Regions from separate parts of the Sus scrofa genome. Here region 2 is linked to region 1. Evidence: chromatin contacts called from public Hi-C data. All regions are on one chromosome and are shown on one strand. Each heading gives the region's core, a stretch centred on a gene start, on an enhancer-like site or on the middle of the called end of the contact. The rest is flanking DNA. Distances are from core to core; before and after follow the strand shown. Region 1 holds the start of ZNF331 (zinc finger protein 331). Region 2 holds the start of LOC100624495 (zinc finger protein 677).

The links. Hi-C and Micro-C count contacts between places; a contact is called where the count stands out from the background.
Region 2: a contact with region 1 is called in a Hi-C map of liver, with 4 times the contacts expected there. The contact joins the promoter of LOC100624495 here to the promoter of ZNF331 in region 1. A contact is called at or near these places in 3 of 47 Hi-C or Micro-C datasets (heart right ventricle, liver and skeletal muscle).

The regions. Positions count from the first base shown.
Region 1 is chr6:56,606,836-56,614,153 of Sscrofa11.1, reverse strand. ZNF331 (zinc finger protein 331) reads left to right here and starts at 2,707. Exons shown (of 5, transcript XM_021097273.1): 1 at 2,707-2,890.
Region 2 is chr6:56,868,199-56,875,516 of Sscrofa11.1, reverse strand. It overlaps LOC100624495 (zinc finger protein 677), which reads left to right and starts at 2,647. Exons shown (of 5, transcript XM_013991866.2): 1 at 2,647-2,842; 2 at 5,338-5,421; 3 at 6,761-6,887. The coding sequence starts at 5,407.

The DNA.
Region 1 (7,318 bases), core at 1,458-3,957:
CCTGGAAGAAAACATAGAACACTCTTTACATAAGTTGTAGCAGTCTGGGGGAGGGGGTGAATCTGCCTCCTCCAGGAAAGGAAAGAAAAGTAAAACTTTTAAATGTGACCTATTTAAACTTAGAAGCTTTGTACAGCAAAAGAAAACATCAACAGAATGAAAAGACAACCTACTGAATGGGAAAAAATATTTGCAAATGATATATCTGATAAGGGGTAATATTCTACAATATATAAACAGCTCATACAACTCAGTATCAAAAACAAAAACAAGAAACAACTCGATTAAAAATGGGCAGAAGATCTGAATAGACATTTTTCCAACGAAGACCTACAGACGGCCAAAAGTTACATGAAAAGATGCTCAACATCACTAATTATCAGGGAAATGCAAATCAAAACTACAAGAAATCACCTTACATAGCTGTCAGAACAGCTATGGTCAAAAAGACCACAGATAGCAAATACTCCCAAAGAGATGAAGAAAAGAGAACCCAAGGACACTGTTGGGAATGTAAACTGGTATAGCCATTACGGAAAACAATATGAATGTTGCCCAAAAAACTAAAAATAGAACTAACATATCATCCAGCATTTCCACTCCTGGGTATTTACCTGAGAAAACAAAAACACTAATTCAAAAAGATACATGCACCCCAAGGTCCACAGCAGCATTATTTACAATAGCCAAGATTATGGAAGCAACTTATGTGTCCATCTACAGATGCTACAGATGAATGGATTAAAAAAAGACAGTGTAATATTACTTGGCCATAAAAAAGAATGAAATTTTTGTCATTGGCAATAACATAGATGGACCTGAAGTGTACTGTGCTTAGTGAAGTAGGTCAGAGAAAGACAAATTCTGCGTTTTACCACTTAACGTGTGGAATCTAAATAATAAAACAAATTAATAAATAGAAACAGACTCACAAATATAAAGAACAAATTAGTGGGTACCAATGGGAAGGGTAATGGGAGAGGGACAGAGTGAGTTAAGAGGCAAAAACTACCATGTTTAAAACAAACAAAACGCAAGGATACTCAGTACAGCACAAGGAATATAGCCAATGTTTTAAACAACTTTAAATGGAGTATGATCTATAAAAAACATTAAATCACTATGTTGTACACCTGAAATTAATATAACATGTAGATGAACTAGAATTTTAAAAAGAAAGAAAAGGTTAAAATGGGAAATACCATCCCTACACAAAAATTCATAAACATTGAGAGTACTGTGCTATGTTAAATGCCTCTGTGTTTCACTTGGTCCCATTAGAAGTTCAGCAAAACCTTTTTTTAAAACAACTTGTGGGAGGCAGGTAAACCTCCAGCATGGAAACTGAGCTCTTTCACAGCAAAGCTGTTAATAAGATGGAACGAGATCTTAACACAAAGTTTTTCACATCACAGGAACCTTAGAAAATACATGAATACTACTGACTCACAGTAGACAGACTTAAACTAAACTTTATAAACAGTATAAAGCGGCATAGTATACGAAAAGAGAACACTTACAGAAAGATTTCATGGCCCTCCTTATCAAAAACAATGCCTGCATCATTACTTAAGGAAACCAGGTATGTCACCCCAAAACATGCTTCTTTGACATAAAAATTACTTTGAGGGAGTTCCGGTTGTTGCTCAGCAGTAAAGAACCCAAATGGTCTCCATGAGGACTCCAGTTTGATCCCCTGCCTTTTTCAGTGGGTTAAGGATCCAGGGTTGCCATGAGCTGTGGTGTGGGTCGCAGATTCTACGTTTCTACGTTGCTATAGCTGTGACTTAGGCAGCTTCAGCTCCATTTCTACCCCTAGCCTAGGAACTTACATATGATATGGGTGCGGCCCTAAAAAGAAAAAAATAATTAAACCTTCTTTAAAAGCAGTAAACACACAAAAGAGCCCCTTCTCTGTCAAAAGGCAGAAAGTAAATTCTTTAAATGACGATAGACTGGGAGTTCCCATGTTGGCACAGCAGAAATGAATCCAACTAGGAACCATGAGGTTGTGGGTTCGATCCCTGGCCTCCCTCAGTGGGTTAAGGATCTGGTGTTGCCCTGAGCTGTGGTGTAGGTCAGCGGCAACAGCTCCAATTAGACCCCCCTCCATATGCCACGGGTGTGGCCCTAAAAATTAATTAATTAATTAATAATAAATGTAGACAGATGGCATCAGAGGACTCTCAAACAAACCTCATTACATGAAGATAAGAGTTATCAGGCCGTAATAGGTCTATCACTAGCCCGGAGCACTGTCAATACTTCACAATTCATCGTTTCTTTGTCTCAAAGGTATAAAAGCTTCCTGCTGTGGACATATCTTCAGGTTTTCATCCTCTTCTGAAAGCCCCCATGTACATGAAAGAACGTAATAAAATTTGTATGCTTTTCTCGCATTAAAAGAAGAAAAGGAGAAAAGAAATCCGAAGAGCTGGCAAAGCTCCCAGCATTTTGAAATTCCGCGGCTCTGAAACGCATTCCCTCCAAGTCTGGAGGTACAGCGCTCCTTTAGGGGTAGGGGAGACGCCTTCTGAAGGCCTTGTCTAGCGCCCCCGAGATGCGAACTACATTTCCCAGAAACCTCTGAGGCACAGCTCCACTCCTGCCTCTTGAGGGGTTGCATGCTGGGTAAGCGAGCCATTGAGTGTTCAGCTCCGCGGATCTCTGGGTTTCTAGACTACATGTCCCAGAAGGCTCTGGAGCACCGCCCCCAGTAGAAACTCGCCCAGTTGCATGCCGGAAGATGCGCTTTCTGCGCGAAGATTTTTTTTTTTTTTTTCTTTCTTTTTTTTTTTTTAAAGCTCTGGTTTCCTGGTGACGGTGTCTGGAGATAACCTCAACGCTCGCGCTCGCTCCGGACGCCCTGTTGGTTGTTAGGCCCCAAGCGGTGAGTTAGTAGCATCCCAGGAGGACACCAGCACGGAACGCGGCGGGCGACTGCGGTGAAAGAGAGGCGGAGAGGCCCGAAACAGAGCCTCGGCCTCTGGCTCCCGGGAGCGGCTGCGGAGGAAGTGCGAGTGTGTGTGTGTGTGTGTGTGTGTGTGTGTGTGTGTGTGTGTGTGTGCGCGCGCGCGCGGATCGGGCTCAGCCGTGTGCATAGAGCGAGACGCGCGCGTGAGCGTCGGCGAGGGAGACAGGCCGGGTACCTGTACTGGTGACGCACTTGCGCGTGAGTGTGGGCGGGGGGCGGGGGGCGCGACTCGGCGCCATCCCCGTGGCTGTGCGTCGCGTGGGCATCTGGAAGGGGGACGCGGCTAGGCTGTGACGGGCTGTGACTCGGCCACTCTGCTCTGCGTGAGTTACATGCGCGTGGGCCCTGCGTGGGTGGCGGGGCCCAGATGTGTCTCGGCGGCTGAGATGAGCCTTTGCACTTAAGTGGGATTGGCAGAGACACACACCATGTCTCTGGCGTGGGCGTCAGTTCTTGTGACAGAGTCAAGGGGTGTCTCATGGTGGTTTGTGCCATCGCTTGGCTGTGACAGGTGCAGGATTGTGTTTGGATGTGTGGCCGCGGATTGAGTGAGCACGGTTGTGTGTGACAGTGTAACCTGTAGCTCTCATGTTTCTGCTGCTCCCTCTCCCTTCACGTTCCAACCTTCTGGTCCTTGTTTGGGGACAGTGGCCCCGAATACAAGTCAAAGCCTGAACCCTGTGATGAAAATGACAAGAATGGCACAGACATAGTCGTGAGATGGCAATCTCAGAGCCATAGGTGCTCGCCATCTCAAATTCAGGTTACCTGAGTGACAGGGTGAAAAAGCCTCGGGAAGAAGATCCCCTTTTCGGATGGGAGAGGACCCTGACCAGGTAGCTGGGGGTAGAAGACAGCTACATATTTCAGAACTCCAATTATTAGAGCCTAGTCACCAGGGATCTCCGAAATTCTGAGATCTCAGTGCCCTCTTATTTCTGATTGGTTTAAGATAAGACGTGGGAACAGGTGGGGCATTGGAGGATATTTTCTGATGTAGTCTGTGCTCCAGAAAAGCCCTAGTGTCTGATTCTATCCTCTTTTAACCCCATGCCAGCTGTCTCCAGAAAAATCATCCTGGGAGTTCCTGTTGTGGCTCAGTGGAAACTAATCTGACTAGGATCCATTAGGATGCAGGTTCCATCCCTGGCCTCGCTCAGTGGGTTAAGGATCCCGTGTTGCCGTGAGCTGTGATTTAGGTTACAAATGTGGCTCAGATCCCACGTTGCTGTAGCATTGCTGTAACCCCTAGTTACAATTAGTGAGCCACTTCCAAAAGGTTACCCTTAACTGAAGGCCATGCTTTATTCAGATTGCCTTAATTTTTGCATAATGGTTTTCATCTGTTGCAGGATCCCATCCAGGACACCACATTACATTCATTGTCATGGCTCCTTAGGCTCTTCTTGGCTTTGCCAATTTCTCAGACTTGGCTTGTTTCTGATGACTTGACAGTTTTAAGAGGCTGAGTATTTTATAGGCTGCCCCTCTCTTGGAATCTGATGTTTTCTTCATGATTAGACTGGGTTTCTAGGTTTGACGGTGGAAGATCACAGAGGTAAATTACCACTTCATTACATCATGGCAAGGATACGCACTATCAACATGATTTATGATTGGTGAGGTTGAACTTGATCACCTGGCTTAGGTAGTGTTGGTTGAGGTTGAACTTGATCACCCGGCTTAGGTGGTATTGGTCAGTTTTCTCCACTCTAAAGTTACTCCTTTTTTTTCAAAGACTGTGTCACACTTGAGTGACAGCTACATATTTCAGAACCCCAGGTTCTAGAGCCTAGTCACTCTGACTCTGCTTCTGTCTTCACGTCTTTCTCTCCTCTCACACCCTCTTTATTTCCTATTAAGAAAATAGGAATTCATTTTCTAAGTTTATACCTTACACATTTTTTCTAATAATGTTGGGTGCAAAGTGAACCCTAAAGGGTCAGGTGATTTAGCAGTTGTCTGCAGGACACCGTGGCTGAAAGGGCAAACTCAATAGCAAAATTTACCCTCCCATCAAGATATAAAACTAAGCAGCGTCAAGAGGACTGTCTGGATCTACAGAGCATCACTTGGCATGTTAGTCATTTTTCCCGGTTAGTATCCCAACATCGTGGACATGTGTAGACATCAAGGAGCTGGTTTTAGTATTTGGTAGTGAAAGGAAATGAAGAGAAATTATTCAGTAAAATCACCCCAAAATGACATATTCTGAGCCTTTTCTGCAAGTTCAAGAGAAGCTTGTTTTAAAAAGAGAGAGGACCTTTATCCTTGGAAGAGTCTAACCGTCGCTTAATAAATTTAAGAGAAATGCTCACATATTTATATATGTCAATGCATGGCTGTTGTTTAAACACCTAGCGTGGTATACATAAACAAAAAGAAGAAAATCGAGTTCCCATCATGGATCAGCAGTTAATGAACCCAACTAGTATCCATGAGGATGCAGGTTCAATCCCAGGCCTCACTCACAGGGTTAAGGATCCTGTGTTGCCGTGAGCTGTGGTGAAGGTCACAGACGAGGCTCGAATCCCACGTTGCTGTGGCCATGGCATAGGCCAGCGGCTACAGGTTTGATTTAATCCCTAGCCTGGGAACTTCCGTATGCCACTGGTGCAGCCCTAAAAAAAAACAGAAACAAAAAAAAGGAAGAAAAATCAAGATTTAAGGGTGTGTCGGGACTCCCAAGACCACCATGAGGCTCAGTGATTCTCTAGATAGTGATTCAACATATCATTCTGGAGTTCCCGTCGTAGCGCAGTGGTTAACGAATCCGACTAGGAATCATGAGGTTGCGGGTTCTATCCCTGGCCTTGCTCAGTGGGTTGACGATCTGGCATTGCCCTGAGCTGTGGTGTAGGTCGCAGAGGCAACTCAGATCCCACATTGCTGTGGCTCTGGCATAGGTCGGCAGCTACAGCTCCGATTTGACCCCTAGCCTGGGAACCTCCATATGTCTCGGGAGCAGCCCAAGAAATGGCAAAAAGATAAAAAACAAACAAAAAAACAAAAAAAAAACATATCATTCTTCTCTTGGCTAAGACATATTACAATGATAGGGTACACACAGCAAGTCAGCGAAGGATAAGACATATGGGAGGAAACCAGGCCCAAGCTTCCACAAATCCTCTCCCAGTGCAGGCACCAGGATGTGCTTAATTCTGCCTGTGACAAGTTACAACAACATATGTGCCTTGTTGTCTACCAGGGCAGCTCTCCTGAGCCCCTAAGTTTTTACTAGGGTTTTTACTGAGGAGTCTGTCACATAGGCACCTGCTGCCCAGCATGTACCCAAATTCCAGACTCTTAGAGGAAGGCGCATGTTCAGCATGAACCACATCATTTGTACACACACAAACACAAAAAAAGTTAAGAACAGTAAGCCACTCTTATCAGAGAACAGTTGGAACACTCTGGAAATCCAGCTAAGGGTCAGTCCTGAAGGGAGGCCTAATATCCTTAGTTATCCTGTCCACAGTTTCAGACCCATTCTGTTACCTCTTTTTTGCACCTGGGGTATATCCTTCCAGACTTTTTCTGTTTCTTTAGTTCCATTTTGTGTATTTCTGTTTGTGTTTTATGTTTTGTGTACATGTGTATCTCTATACCCATTCATATATTTTGGAGTTCCCACTGTGACACAATGGGATCAGCAGCATCTCTGGAGCATCAGGACGCAGGTTTGATCCCCAGCCCCGCACAGTGGATTAAGGATGCTGTGGTGTAGGTCGCAACTATGGCTCAGATCTGACCCCCGGCCCGGGAACTCCATGTGCACCGGGTAACCAGAAAAAAGAATGTGTCTTGTGTGTGTATGTATATATATTTAGATACAGATATCTCCATATATGTGTTATATATATGTATGTATATATATTCTCATATAGGCCATTGCAACCGTATTAGCATAACTTCTTGTTTCAGTAGACTGATTTTCCTACTGACCGTGTATCTGAAATGTTTTTGATGTCTTCAAGTATTTCTTCCACTTTAGCATTAAAGTGTCAATGTTAGTATCAATGTTTACACAGTCGACTTTCCCAGACTCACAGTGCTGAATGCTGCCTGGGCAGTTCCTTCTCTACCCTGTCCACCTGCCATGTCTTGACTGACGTCACCCTGTCTTGAGGTCAGAAGAGCTTCAAGTTTGCATGACGCAGCCCCTCTCCATCCTGGATGGTGTGACCGAAGGGAGCAGGATGTGCTCAGAGGGAGACTAAGCACCCTGAGCACACCCAGGCTCAGTCTAGGTCAAGTCTCTCTGCCCAGAGTTCTCCAGCCTCAAGCAGTGAGGTCTGAGGGCACAGTCTTCACACAAGGCCACCCTCAGTTCTGACACCAACT
Region 2 (7,318 bases), core at 1,398-3,897, 260 kb before region 1:
TACTCAACAATATAGAAACAGTTATAAATTAAAAAATGAGACTCCCTTTTGAAAATAAGGGAAGAGATCCTTCCCCATGTTTTTTTGTAGTGCTTTAGAAAACCTGTACTTTCTCCTTCCTTTGACATGTATAGAAATCCTTTTGGAAATAAGGCAGATCTTTTATCAGCATTATAAGCCAAGAATATCTTCCAAGGACTTAAGAGTCTTCTCTTTGACATGGAAACATCAAAGAAGATAGCATCCCTGTCTTCCAGTTTCTGTGGAAGGTGTCCAACAAAATTCACAGCAGAGCTGCAAAGAAGAGCTTTATTTGAGGTCTGAGAATTGCAGTTTGGTAGATACAGTTTCAAGTAGGCATTGAAAATGTGTTCCAAGGAGAAGAGAGAAGGAAAAAGTTGATAAAGGCAAAACCCAAAAAGATTGCAGAAGTTTTGAGAGAATTATGACTAATGCTGGCAAGCTGAAGGTATTCTTATTTATACGTGGTCACTAAAGGCAGAAATTACTAAACATCAGTAAATAAATGCCAAACAATCTTAAACTTAAAAAAAATTACATGTGTGGCAAAGTTCTCATCCAAAATTCAATCCTTGAGAGATCACCAGAATACTATTTTGAGAGTGAAATCTTTCAAATTTATGGGTAATGTTTGCTAGGCCTTACTAAGTATTAGTTAATTCAAATGTAATGAACCCTGAAAAATTATAACCAATGCTTAAAATTTATGAAACATCATATAATGTATACTGTAGTGAAACCTTACAAACTTAATATGTTAAAAGGCTTTTTATTCAAAATGCTCCTGTTGCATTAAAAAAATTCTTCTGGAGAGAAGTCTCTACATGTAGGGATTTGAAACATTTCATGGTGAATATTAACTCATTCATATTGCCTTAAATATTATTGAATGTATAAATGAAACCATTGGAAATTTGACAAATCTAGTTTTGTTTCCTTTAGGGTTTATGTCAACTAATATAGACACCCCACCCTTTTTTTTTTTTTTTTTTCTTTTTATGGCTGGACCTGTGGCATATGGAAGTTCCCAGGCTATGGGTCGAATTGGAGCTGCATCTGCAGCCTATGCTACAGCTTGTGGCAATGCTGGATCCCTAACCCACTGAGCGGCCAGGGATTGAATCACATCTTCACAGAGACTACATTGGGTCCTTAACCTGCTGAGCCAAAAGGGGCACTCCGACATCCCCTTGTTAAGGTGAAAACAAATTCAGTAGTCTTCTAAAGAGCACATACAGGATTTGTTATCTTTACCTGAGAAATATATCTGAACATTGAGAAACAAAATAAAAGGGCTAAAATATAAAAACAGTATTTTTATTAATATTCTTCCTAGTGACCTTTGGATAAATGTAAAGTGAATTAAAAAGGCTATTCAGAAATTACTGACAAATTATAACAACATAACAGGTTCTCTCAAAGGTATCTGATTTTATTCACCTCAGGTGTGGAATAGAACAGCAAGTACTAAAATGAGCAACACAGTTTATATCGATTTTTGCTTTTTAATTTTTTTAAAATAGTGGCTGGTGACCTAAATCATTACATGCCTCATTCCTTTACCTCCCACTATCCAGGCTTGTCCCTATAAAAGTTTCTGGAACTGACCACGGATTGAGCACAGGATGAGTGGGAAATGGAAGTGGATATGATGTTTTGATAGATGCCCATGCGGTGGGCCCATTTCCCACCGGTAGCGTTTTGCATTTAACATTCCAGTTTGCATTTTGGGCACAGACAGTTGCACTCCTTCCTTAATTATATTGCTTAAATTAAATTCTAGTTGAGGAGCTATCACTGGATCCACCCATCGCCCTACATTGACTCCAGATGCAGGTTAGTGTTCCCTGACCTCAGAGTTACCCTTGTCACTCAAGCAGGATAGGCATCTTCTCTCCTTTGCAAAAGTGATTTGATGAAACCTATTCTCAGGAGTACCTGTTGTGCCTCAGCCGGTTAAAAACCTGATATGGTGTCCTCAAGTGTGTGAGGTGGATCACAGAGTAGGTGAAGAATCCTGCGTTGCCACAAGCTGCGGTGTTAAGTCTAAGATGCCGCTTGGATTCCATGTTGCAGCTGAAAACAAAAACAAAAACGTTTTCCACCTGTTTTCAGCAAGTGGCCCACACAACTCTAAGTTTACACCTTAAATTGCAAGGTCAGTTTAAAATAGGCAAAGAGGGTGTTACCTGTGGTGCAGCGGAAACTAATCCCACTAGTATCTATGAGGATGCTGTTTGATCCCTGGCCTCGCTCAGTGGGCCGGGGATCCCGGCTTGCTGTGAGCTGTGGTAGCTGTGGTGTAAGCGAGCTGTGGTGTAGGTCATTGTCGCAGCTCCAATCCCGAGTTGCTGGGACTGTGGCGTAGGCCAGCAGCTGCAGATCCTGTTCGACCCCTAGCCCGGGAATTTGCATATGCTGGTAGTGCAGTCCTTAAAAAAAAAAAAAAAAAGCAAAGATCAGCCGAGCTCCTGAGATAAATTCAAATTGATCCAAACTCAGAAGAAGCTCCGCCCCCGCGAAGCGCTGAGGGGAGCCCAGGCCCCGCCCCCCCCACTGCCCGCGCCCAGGCCTGGCCCCTATCCAGGCCCATTTCCGGTGGATCTCTGCTTGGGCCCCGCCTCCGGGGTTCCCGGGAAGCAGTGCGCACGCGCAGCCTCGCAGACCGGAAGAGGCTTCTGCGGGTGTAAGGTCGTGTGGCGGGCTTTGGTTTCGGCCTTTTAAGTTTAAACCTGGGTTTCACAGTCCACAGTCTTACACACCTGGGGTCTTGGGGTTGCTACGGACGTTAAAATTCCGGCACCCACGCCTCCTACCTTCGGTAAGTTCAGGAGTGCCGGTGAGATGCCCAAGCCTGACCGCTTTGCTCTTGGGTCGGGGGTTGGCCTTCGTTTTCGGTTAAAATCTAAGGCCTTCGGGCCATTAGACCCGCTTGCCGCTTTTTCCTGTAAAACCCTTCACCGACCACCTCTCCCAATCCTCGCTGCCTTTTAAAGTCCTGGGAGATAGACTTCTTTCTGTTGGGGGGGGGGTGGCGGGGCGGTGGTGGTGGCTGAAGCATGTGGAAGTTCCAGGGATCGAAACTGCGTCACAAAGGAGCTCCCTGGACTTTTTTTTTTTTTTTTTTTTTTTTTTTGTCTTTTTGCTATTTCTTGGGCCGCTCCTGCGGCATATGGAGGTTCCCAGGCTAGGGGTCCAATCGGAGCTGTAGCCACCGGCCTACACCAGAGCCACAGCAACTCGGGATCCGAGCCGCGTCTGCAACCTACGCCACAGCTCACGGCAACGCCGGATCGTTAACCCACTGAGCAAGGCCAGGGACCGAACCCGCAACCTCATGGTTCCTAGTCGGATTCGTTAACCACTGCGCCAGGACGGGAACTCCTCCCTGGACTTTTGAGAGAGTTTCTAAAGCTTTACGCTTCTGCCCCAATGCTCGCCTCTTGGCCCCTATAGAGGCCCGCATTCTCTCCCTGGCCCTCGTATTCTGCAGGACCCCCCCCCCCGCCCCCCGCCCCCCGCCCCCCCCCCCCAAGAGATCCAGTGTCCTGGAAGAGCACACTTTTCAGTACGGTAGGATTTAGGATTGCAGAACTCGAGGGGTCCCAAGACCACGTCGTCACCTCCTCTTGGGATCAGGGGCTTTGTGTGATGATGATTGCAAAGGTGGAAGCCGGGAATGCGGTAGGAGGCGGGGGTGAGGAGGATCAGGAGAAAGAGACAGAGGATGAATGAGGACAAATAGACAAGTGAAAAGGAGAAAAAAATCATTGAGGTGGCCCCCAAAGAGAAGGCAAAATAGAAGATGCCTGAAAGACTTGCAAGGAGACAAAGCGAGAGTAGTAATGAGGTAAGAAAACAGAGATGCGTAGAGGAGGAGGAGGAGGAGCTCCACAAAGACGAAGGGGAGCAAATTAGGGAAAGGGGCCCTTGGTGAGCAGAAGTGGGGACCACACGGGTCAAGGCACCTCAGACAAAATGGTTAGGATAAAAAGGCTAGGGGAGCTGAGTGCAGGGACTGAACGATGGCAGAGTGAGAGCGCCAAGCCAGTTGGGGGGGCCAGTGAGTCTGGGCAGAGGGGATGTAAGAGGAAAGACGGTGTAGTGAAGAGCAGAGGGAACACAGAAATGGGGGCAGGAAAAGGCAAATATGTATGGAGATTGGGACCAGAGTGGGGAGAAGGAGAGGCAGAAATTGAAATAGGTTTCAGGACTTGTGCAAAACAGGTGTAAGGAAAGGAACAGGAAAAAGGGAGAAGGAGTAGGCGGGGTGAGAGAGGAAACAGAAAAGGAAAAACACTGGAGAGAAGCAAGGAAAGGGAGACATTGAAATATGTACTAGAGTGAAAGAAGGAGAACCTGATTCTGGATGAGTGGTGAGTTGATGGGAAATGGCTGATTAGGTTGTGATACATTGACTTGTGGCTTTATTATCAATTTAATGCAAAATTCGCTTATTTGCTTCAGTTTTAGAGATGAGAATGGCAGTTGCAAAACTCCTGTTTATAAGGCTTGTGTATTTTACAGTTATTTGCTAACCAGGGTAGCTTCCATTTGCAACCCTTTTTCAGCCAGTTCTAATAACACATATGCTCAGTGGGGCCTTTTCTGACCCTCTCATTTGACTTTCCAGCCACACTCCTATCCCAGCCCTAGCCTGTAATGCCCTCTCTGCATGTTTCTCTTTGCTCCTTCTCCTTCCACTGTGCAGATACTGCCCCGGAAGAGAGCAGGGCCACAGGGTGGAAGTTGTGCCAGGGTTGACCCCTCTGAATGGTTCTCAGTGCTGACTTCACGTTGAATTGCTGAGGCGTTTTGCAGATACCTCATTTATGCCCCGTTTCCATAGATTTTCCTCTAGGTCAGGGCTGAATGGGGCTCAGCCTCAGTGATGTTAAAATAGCCTCAAGTAGTCCAGTCTGTATTCAGTATTGAACACCAAGGCTCTGGCTCCTCTGTTTCTGAGAACTGAAACCAGCCCCTAATCCTGAGAGAGATGAGAGGGGTTATCTTCTGCGTGGAGTTTGGTCAGGATGGGGTCTGTGACTTCAAGGGGAAGAGAGTCTTTCCTAGAGTCCCGCTGCTGCAGCTTCTGTGTGGGTTTAGCCAGGAGGGGAGTGTGTTCTGATGCAAGGGGTCAGAAACCTCACTTGTTAGTTTCCCTGTGGGAATGTATTGTCCCTTAATTCGTCCTGGGACAGTGAGCAGCAGAGGACTGTCTATTCCGCATGGTGAGGTCTTCCCTGTGTGTGTGGTTGTGGCACAGGAAATGGGAGTGTTGATCCGGAGTATTAAATAGCATATTTTGACACTCAGGATCGACATCTCAAGACTGAGAAGGAAGCCCTGAAGAGGACGAAGAGGAAAGAAAAAAAAGAGTCAGGAATGACACTTTCTCAGGTAAAATCTTATTCTTGGTTTATTGGTCAGTCCTCTCCGTCCTGAAATGCCATTTCAGATTTGATAATCTCTCGCTCTCAAGCAAGCCGCCTGACAGGTTTGCTTGCACCCACCCCAGGGTCTTCCCTCCACCTTCTCTCATTGCCGTGTAGATTCTCTTTGGTGTTTTTATGTACTATATTTATGGAGCTCGAAGTTAAATTTTTAATGTGGTTTTTTTAGTTTTTGCAGTGTTTTAAAATAACTCGGCTACTATAGACCAATGTTGACCATCTGAATTTAGTTTAGTACAGTTTATACAGGGTCGTTGTACCCACAATGCTGAAATGCACAAGTAAAAGGGAATAGAAAATGAAGATACAGTTTTTAAACATGTCGCTTAGATACTGCCTCTTTTATTTCGGTGAATTTCAGTGTTTATGTTTGTATGCACACCCTTGGCTGTGTGAGCAGGAGCCCCGGTGTGTAAAACATCATCATATTGTCTTTGGTTTATTTTAGCTTTGAAAGTATGCCTTACGTGCTTTTCCATGTCCTTAATTTTTTGTCTTCCCTCCCGTGTCAGTGAGTTATGAGCAGTAAGAGTAGTAACTCATTGTGTGTGTGTGTGGCTCTACGTGTGTATGATTGACCTTCAGTTAGCTCCATGTTTTCAGCCTTGAACTTGCTGCAGGTTTTCTCTGTTAGGAAATAAGTGTGTCATCATACGGATGCTGTAGATTCTATTCTAAGGCCACACAACCTTATTCAGGTGATGGCCCTGCTGTTTATTAACTGTTTCACCTGAGACGAGTTTCTTAGCATCTCCATGACAGAGTTGGGTCTCCTGTGAGGTGGGGACAAGTCTTTCTCTAATTGGATGCTATGTTGGTATATGAGCTAATACTTAACAGAAGTTTAGAATAATGCTTACCCCACAGTACTTTTAGTTATTGCTGTAACTATCATCATTTTTTTTCAGTTCTCACCTTGCTTTAAAGCTAATGTGAACTTCGTCATCCTTAAAGACCTTACTCTCCCTCATTGGGAAATTACCATTTGGTGTCTAATATCTCAGACTTGCGTATAGATGACCCTGTTGGATTTTTTTCAATTGTACGTATATTTTTTTCTTGCGTTCAGAGTTCCTCCGTAATTTAGTGGTTTAGTGGATTTGGCATCCTTTGATAGAAAAATATAATAAAATTAGAGAGTATTACTTGCTCAGAATTCTCTTTTGTGGCTCTGTCAGCATACGTAATTCTGTATAATTGACCCTGATACCTCCCTCCTCTTCTCATTTTGTGTGAAGATAAGGCTGTCCTTCCAGGCTCTTGGTAAAAATTTTTTTTCATTTCAGGCACCATTGACATTCAAAGATGTGGCCATTGAATTCTCCCAGGAGGAGTGGGACTGCCTGGACCCTGACCAGAGGGCCTTGTTCTGGGACGTGATGCTGGAGACCTACGGGAACCTGCTCTCCGTGGGTGAGGGTAACTTCCCTCTGAAGTTGGGATCTGCCCTTGGATGTCTTTGATATCTTTGATTCAGAAATGAGATACTACAAAGTGTCTAGAATTTAAATCTCCCTTTGCTTCCGAAGATCTGCCCACTTCCTGTTAGGTGATAGTGGTTCTGGAAGTTGACTAAGCACCAGACCTTACGGCAAAACCTTAAAATATCTGCCTGGTTTTATTCCTGCACTTTTGGTTTTGTAGTTCTTAGAAGAGAGCTACATATCTGTATACTCAGAAAACACTCGTGTGTGTGTGTTTGCCTTTTCTAGGGCTGCTCCCCGCAGCATATGGAGGTTCCCAAGCTAGGGGTCTAATCAGAGCTGTAGCAGCTGGCCTACACCAGAGCCACAGCAACACAGGATCCGAGCCGCGTCTGCTACCTACACCACAGCTTTCGGCAA